Regions from separate parts of the Mus musculus genome. Here region 1 is linked to region 2. The links are chromatin contacts, called in public HiChIP or PLAC-seq maps. All regions are on one chromosome and are shown on one strand. Each heading gives the region's core, a stretch centred on a gene start, on an enhancer-like site or on the middle of the called end of the contact. The rest is flanking DNA. Distances are from core to core; before and after follow the strand shown. Region 1 overlaps Gm12708 (predicted gene 12708). Region 2 overlaps Gm12694 (a long non-coding RNA gene).

What was found. HiChIP or PLAC-seq counts read pairs in DNA pulled down with a chosen protein or histone mark.
Region 1: a contact with region 2 is called in a BATF HiChIP or PLAC-seq map of CD8 T cells, with 8 read pairs. The contact joins two enhancer-like sites. A contact is called at or near these places in 1 of 484 Hi-C or Micro-C datasets (cerebellum) and 2 of 115 datasets of contacts at active chromatin or transcription factors (CD8 T cells and large pre-B cells).

Annotation. Positions count from the first base shown.
Region 1 is chr4:95,198,677-95,201,969 of GRCm38.p6, forward strand. The region is part of intron 1 of Gm12708 (predicted gene 12708); the gene reads left to right. All of the region lies in intron 2 of Gm32240 (a long non-coding RNA gene), which reads right to left. Among named protein-coding and RNA genes, the nearest start is that of Gm12708, 7.0 kb to the left of the region's middle. Within about 2 kb of position 1,320, at least 33 of the 459 cell types and tissues checked have an H3K27ac peak or open chromatin away from gene starts, as enhancers often do. A contact at or near this core is called in CD8 T cells, where this site is marked.
Region 2 is chr4:94,999,969-95,003,315 of GRCm38.p6, forward strand. The region is part of intron 2 of Gm12694 (a long non-coding RNA gene); the gene reads left to right. Among named protein-coding and RNA genes, the nearest start is that of Gm12694, 23 kb to the left of the region's middle. Within about 2 kb of position 1,618, at least 67 of the 459 cell types and tissues checked have an H3K27ac peak or open chromatin away from gene starts, as enhancers often do. A contact at or near this core is called in CD8 T cells, where this site is marked.

The DNA.
Region 1 (3,293 bases), core at 70-2,569, 200 kb after region 2:
ACACAACCACCTACCACAACGGATCCTTAAGAAGGGCATAGGTAGGCTAGAGATCGTTTCCCAGTGGGCAGCAGGAGAAAGGCTGTTCCTTATAGTGTGGAGTGTGAGGGAGAACACATACCACAGGGAGGCAAGTGTGTCCCCTTTGCTGACTTAGCGGGTAGCCTGGAGATGGTATTGAGAGTCAGACTGGGCTGGAGGGCTGGGGGCCCTCTGGAAGGGGCTATGGAAGAGAAGGCATTGTTGATGTAAGACCAAAACAAAACAAAAATCCCTTAACTCTCACAACTCAAAGGGAGTAAAGGAAACTTTATTACGGAGCCAAATTTGAGTGGCATTGGAGCAGCGTGCTGGCTAGTTTTATTTTAGCGTGACCCAAACTAGAGCTATCTGAAAGGAGGAAATCTCAACTGAGAAGATGCCTCAGTAAGACCAGGCTCTAGGCCAGCCTGTAAGGCATTTTCTTAACTAATGATCATCGAGGGCAGAGCCCAGCCCACTGTGGGTGGTGCTACGCCTGCCACCGATGGTCCTGGGTTCTACAGGAAAGCAGGCTGAGCAATCCATGAGAACAAGTCAGTAAGCAGCACCCCTCCATGGCCTCTGCATCAGCCCCTGCCTCTAGTTTCCTGCTCTGTTTGAGTTCTTGTCCCAACTTCCTTCAGTGATGGACTACAGTGTGGAAACATAAGCCTAATGCGCCATTTCCACCCATCTTGCGTTTTGGTCATGATGTTTTATCCCAGCATTAGAAGCTCTTAGTACACATTTCCCTTCCCTTGTGTGTCTGGCAGGTACTTGTAAGATCTTGGAAAGCTCCACTCACCACCCTGTGGGCCCCAGGACATAGCCACACACATGGCTGCTAAGAGGCAGCTTTTTCCTCCCCTCCACCAACAGAGTAAGACAAAGCCCACAGAAATCTATTCAGATGAATCAGTCCGTGAACAGATCTGTCCAGCCACCCTGCTGGTATGGAGTTCGTGTGACTGGTGATAGTGCTAGGCAACCCCGCAGGCCTGGTTATGGCAACCCCTAAAGCGCTGCCATGGAGGCAGAGGTAGGAAGTGACAAGATGTCACAACTGGAGTGAGATAGAGCAGGAAAAGCCATTGGGTAGAGTGTGCAGTTAAAGTGGGAATCAGGAAGGATGGCTCTGAAGGTGACCTGGAGGTGAGACTTGAGGGGAGCTAGGCAGCCTCTGGTTTGTCTCTGAGAGGAGAAAGCACACAATTCTTAGAAGCAGGATGGAGGAAGTGGGGGCAAAAGGAAAACATAGGTCTGTGTGGTGACAGGAAGAGGAGATGGGCCACACAGAACCCTCTTGGTCACTGTGGTGTTTCTAAAGTTTCTTACTTTAGCAGTGAAGGCAAACATAGCAGGCTTTTAAACAGAGGCTTTGAGCTGATTTGTGTTTTAAGAGAACTTTTCTGGGGACTGTGTTGAGAAGAGGAACAGAGGGGGGCAAAAGTGGAGATGTGACAGCTATGCAGGTGAGAGGTGACAGCGTTCAGGCTTGGGTGGTAGATGCAGTAAGACATCAAATTCTGAAGGGAAACCAGATGGGTGTGTGGAGCCACTAAAACTGCGATGTGGAGAACAGGGAGAGGTTACAGGTGCACTTCAGGAGGTGGAGTGGCGCCAAGAGTCCAACCAGAGTGAACCTAAGGACACAGAATGAAAGGGTTCAGAGGTAGGGCAGGCATGCGCCAGTTTAAGGAGCGAAGAGACAGGATGGCAGCTGTAGGGGTATATGAGCTTGACGAAGTGTGTTCATGTTTATGTGGAAGACATACCAGTATATGAATACTGTGGTAGAAACAATCCCGTCCCAGGGACAAATAGCAGTGGTGGGTAATGTCGATGTGGGAGGAGAGTGCTGCTGGAGCAATAGCCCCAGAGACAGGAGAATGTGTCTAGCACAGATCTGCTGTCCAACAGAGGGCATGTGCTCGCTAGGCACAGTATGTTAATTTGTTTTTGGCAAACTTGACACAAGCTAGAGTCATCTAGGAATAGGGAACTTTAACTGGAAAAAAAAAAAAAACAAAACCCTGTACCCGACTGGCTTTTAGACATGTCTGTTAGCATTATCTTCATTAATGGCTGATATGGGAGAGCCCAGCGTACTGTAGGCATTGCCTCCACTGAGCAAGTGGCCTTGAGTTATATGAAGAAGCTATCTGAACAAGCCACACATAGCCAGCTGGTGAAAACTCCTCCTCCATGATCTCTGCTTCAGTTCCTGCCTCCAGGCAAGAGCCTGGAGTTCCGGCCTTAGCTTTTCTTGATGATGGGAATGTAAGTCGAATAAACCCTTTGCTCCCCGAGTTGTTCTTGATTATGGTGTTTTATTACAGCAAACTAGGACACACAGGTGCTCACAAACAATACACTAGAGCACAGTGGCTGATGGCTGGGGGGGGGGGCACTCCCAGGGTGGCGAACCACACTGCCACTGTGAGAACTGTGTACCAGGCTCTACTCATCCGTGAACTTCCACCAGTCAGACACCCTAGCCAGGAGGTACTTACTGTGCCTGTGTGCATCTAGTCCACTGAGGTACAGTGACATTCAACTGTTTGCTCAAAACATAGAGTGACTGGTGCCCACTATTTGCTCGTATTACACGAACAGAGGGATGATGAGAATGGGCAGATTGGAGAGGGATTTTTTTTTCCTTTTTCTGGGATGGGCCCATTGGTTTCTCTTCCAGAGTTATCTTTATTTGTACAGTGCTTTCTTGGCACCATTTACTGAGCAGGACCCAGAGTCAGCAAAGGCTACCGCTAAGTCGCCATCCTGGGCTTTGGTAGAGTCTAGAAAGCTGACTATACCTCACTACCAAACACCATGCACTGATTTCTACTGGGGATTGATAGCTCCTTTCTTTCCCCATAGAGTCATACTTGGTCTTCTGAGAACATGGAGGGCCATGAGGAATTGTCAAAGGAATGGAGGCAGCCATCTCTCTTGTCCCAATGCCAGCCAGCTAAGAGACTGTGGCCAAGTCATTTCTATCCTCTGTTCTAGGACAGGCTAGGGTCAATCTCTCAATTCATGGGCTTAAACATTCCATCAGCATGTACTTCTTGAGTGACCTTGCATCCAGGAAGTCTCAAAATGTTAGTGACATGACAGGGCACAGAGGCTTTGGTGGAAACTGCAGCTGATTGGAGGTGGGGGTGGTGATCAGTCTTGATATGAGTGCTGACAAAAAGGTTTTGGGGGTAGGATTAGGGCTTTCCTGTTAAATTTATAGTTTCTTTCTTTCTTTCTTTCTTTCTTTCTTT
Region 2 (3,347 bases), core at 368-2,867:
GAACTAGTAAACTTGGAAAATAGTTTTTACAACCTTACTAGTCCAATATATGCTCTGAGCTAGTATTTAGCAAGCTGCCTATGACCCGGTCCATTGTTTATTGATTTGATGAAGTGCCCTAGCTTAAGCAATTTAACATAAAAGGGACTTCCTTTGGCTTCCTGTTCCACATGATGATGTGCCCATGATGTTGGAGAGGACATGGCAGAAGGCAGAAAAAACATGGTGGCAGGAGTAGGAGGCTGCTGGTCATATTGCACACACACTCAGGAAGCAAAGAAAGACCAGGAAGCAGGGCCATGTCATAAAGCCTCAAGGACTGCCTCCAGGGACTCACTTCTCAAAGGTCCTGTGGCACCAGACTGTGGGGACTCTCCTCATTCAAACCACAGCACCTCACTAGATGGGGGAAGCTGCTTTCAATGAGAGGCTCATGCTGGGAGTGTTCTCACTGTAGAACCAGAGCAGAGCAAGGGACCTGCCACACAGTGGGAGGATGGGATTTCCCAGGACTGTGCTTCTGCGATTCTGATTGAAACTCATAGCATGTCCACTAAATCCTAGGGCTGAGTCTGTCTGTTCACAGCATTTTGTAGAGTCCTTGGCTCACATGCACAGGCTCTAGGGTCCTGTGTGCTCAGCACTGAAAAATGAATAAGAATAACAAAATGGAGATCATGTGACACAAATGAGGCTGAAATATGATAATAAAAGAAAAACCTGAGGAAGGTATTAAAATAAAACAACATGCACTTTAATAATTACAGGCTGGAGCACATCTGTATGGGATGACAGCATTAATGGTTCTCAGACTGTGATGACATTTTAATTAAATCTTAAAAATGCTACTACTAATTAATACTCATAAAAATACAAAAAAAATTTCTGGCAAAAGGCGGCTGTTATGGAAGCTCCCAATGGTCACTTTCTGCAGGTCACTGATAACAAGATGCTGACAACTACAGACCACCTCTGGCCTCAGACCCCGATTTGAGTACATTATCCAGGGTTAGAGCATCCTTGTGGTTTTTTGAAAGAAAATTAAGACTCAGATTCAGACTCAACTTTTTTACTACATGGCTTGTGCCAGACTTCACAGGGCAAACCTAGTAAAAGTGAGGAATAAGGTCTAGTGCCCATAAAGTATTTGTATATTGGCAGAAGCAGAAAAACAATAAGTTAATCATTTTTAAACCTTCATAAAATGTTATCGTGATGTGAAGCTTGAGGCAATACAAGATTGCCTCCCTGAAATTGCCCCAACTTCCAAAATTCCCTGTCATATGATCATATTCTCTTTACCACAACATGATTAATACAAGTTTTCAGGTCTTCCACATCTCATTCTGACTCGTAGCCAGACTTCAAAAGAAGGTCAGAGAATGGGAGAAATGCCCCCCCCCCCTTTCTCCCAAGTTCATGTTTCCATAAAGCCCGTGGCTGCCTCTCTGCTTCTGTAGGAGTACAGACGGGACACGATGGTATGAGAACTTAATTAGAGCATCTGTTCTCCTGTCTGCTGATGAGGAGTTTGTGATCACAAACAACTCAGACAGGGCCATCAGCAGCCTCTGGAGAGGTACCACCCCCATAGCATTTGTGGACCACACACTGGTGTGTGAGTCACCTCTTAGGATGAGTGAAGGTTGACTCAGCTTCAGAGAGCTTCCTATTGAGCCAGCAGTTGCTCTAAGTCTTGGAAAGAGAACAAAACAACTCTGGGAGGAAATGATCATCTCTTCATCAGCTCTGAGGTCGCTAAAGCTGGAAGAGGGCCTTGCTGCTCACTAGCAACAGATTCATGGTTCTCAGGGATCAGAGGCTCAGATCAGCATCTTCTGGAGGGACAACTTCCTCACTTTCCTCAACAGTGCTCTCCAAGGGCATCTGAGACTTACTTCTTCAGGAATGGTTTCTTTTATTCACTTATTGTATGCAAAATAATCCACACATGCTATTTTATCTCAATCTCAAAACAAGCATGATACCTGATCCCAGAACCCTTCTGGATACCCATTACCACAGGCAGTACTGGACCCTGTGTGTGCTATGTTTCTTCCTATACATTATGTTCCTCTGTGTATGTTCCTATAAATTAGGTATACAGAGAGATTAGTGATACTACTAATAAGATAGAACAAATATAAAAATACTATAAATACTCTTAAAACATGACTTTGTAGACTTTTCTACTTAATATTTTGGGGCTGCGATCTAATGTCACTAAATAAAATTAGATTCTTGGGTAAAGGTGACTGCTGTAAGAGATATTCTATCCCAGTTTCTACTTAACTGATTCAAATTTGAGCATAATTAAACAGCTAAAGAACCCATTAGAAATCCGGGAGCCAGTAAGCAGAGAACTGGCTCCAGCCTTCTTGCCCTCAGGTATGGAGACTCAGTGAATGCCTGGTGTCAGGCAGATCTCTCATTCTTCCTTGAGAACATTCCTGTCCATTTACTGCACATGCACATTTGCCTTGGTTCTGTGATATGTGCCCAGAATGTAATGCCAAGGGTAAGAAATACCGTGCCCCAGTCCTTGACCTTCCACTGTCTAATGATGGGTGTTTGATAAATCCTCTCAGCTTTGAAAAGGGTCCTGAGGAATGAAGTATGAAGCACATCTCGCCTCGTCCATGGTACAGCCCAGTGTGTGCTTTTCCCAAAGGCACGGGCACAGAAAGAACACATCCAGAAAGAATCCCAACTCTCTGGGAAGTAGCTTAGGATGGCACAAATAAGATTGGAATGAAAATGTAGAACTCTTAAAATGCCAGAGACCCGTTTCGTGAATTTACTATTATTTCACAAGCAGAATAGGTGAAGGCATTCTGTGTATGGTGTGGAGGAAGGACATATACCTTGTGAAGTGCAGGTGGTGTTCTTCGAGGTACGATTACAGATACTGCTTACTAATCATTGACTGTATCCTAGGCTTACTTTAATCATTTTATGTGCTAGTACACTCTATGGAGGTGTTGGTGCAGTGGGTCACACTGAGGAACCCTGAAAGGACTTTAGGAAAGTTGTCTGAAGAGCGAAGTCTGCTGTTTATCATATCATCATTGCCATTGTCACAATTCTTTATGAGTTCATTGAGAATTTTATCATATATTTTCCTCATGCACCCCGTCTCTTCCATATCTAACATTTGGGAATTTGGAAGAGAAAGGGGGTCTCACTCTATGACTTTGACTGGCCCAGTGCTTAACTATGAAGACCAGGTTGGACTTAAGCTCATAGTAGTCTTTTGGCCTCAGCATTCTGAGTGCTAGGATTACAAATATGAGCCGCCATGCCTCTCTTCCAAGATCATTAAAAAAAAAAAAGTAAGGTCTGGTATT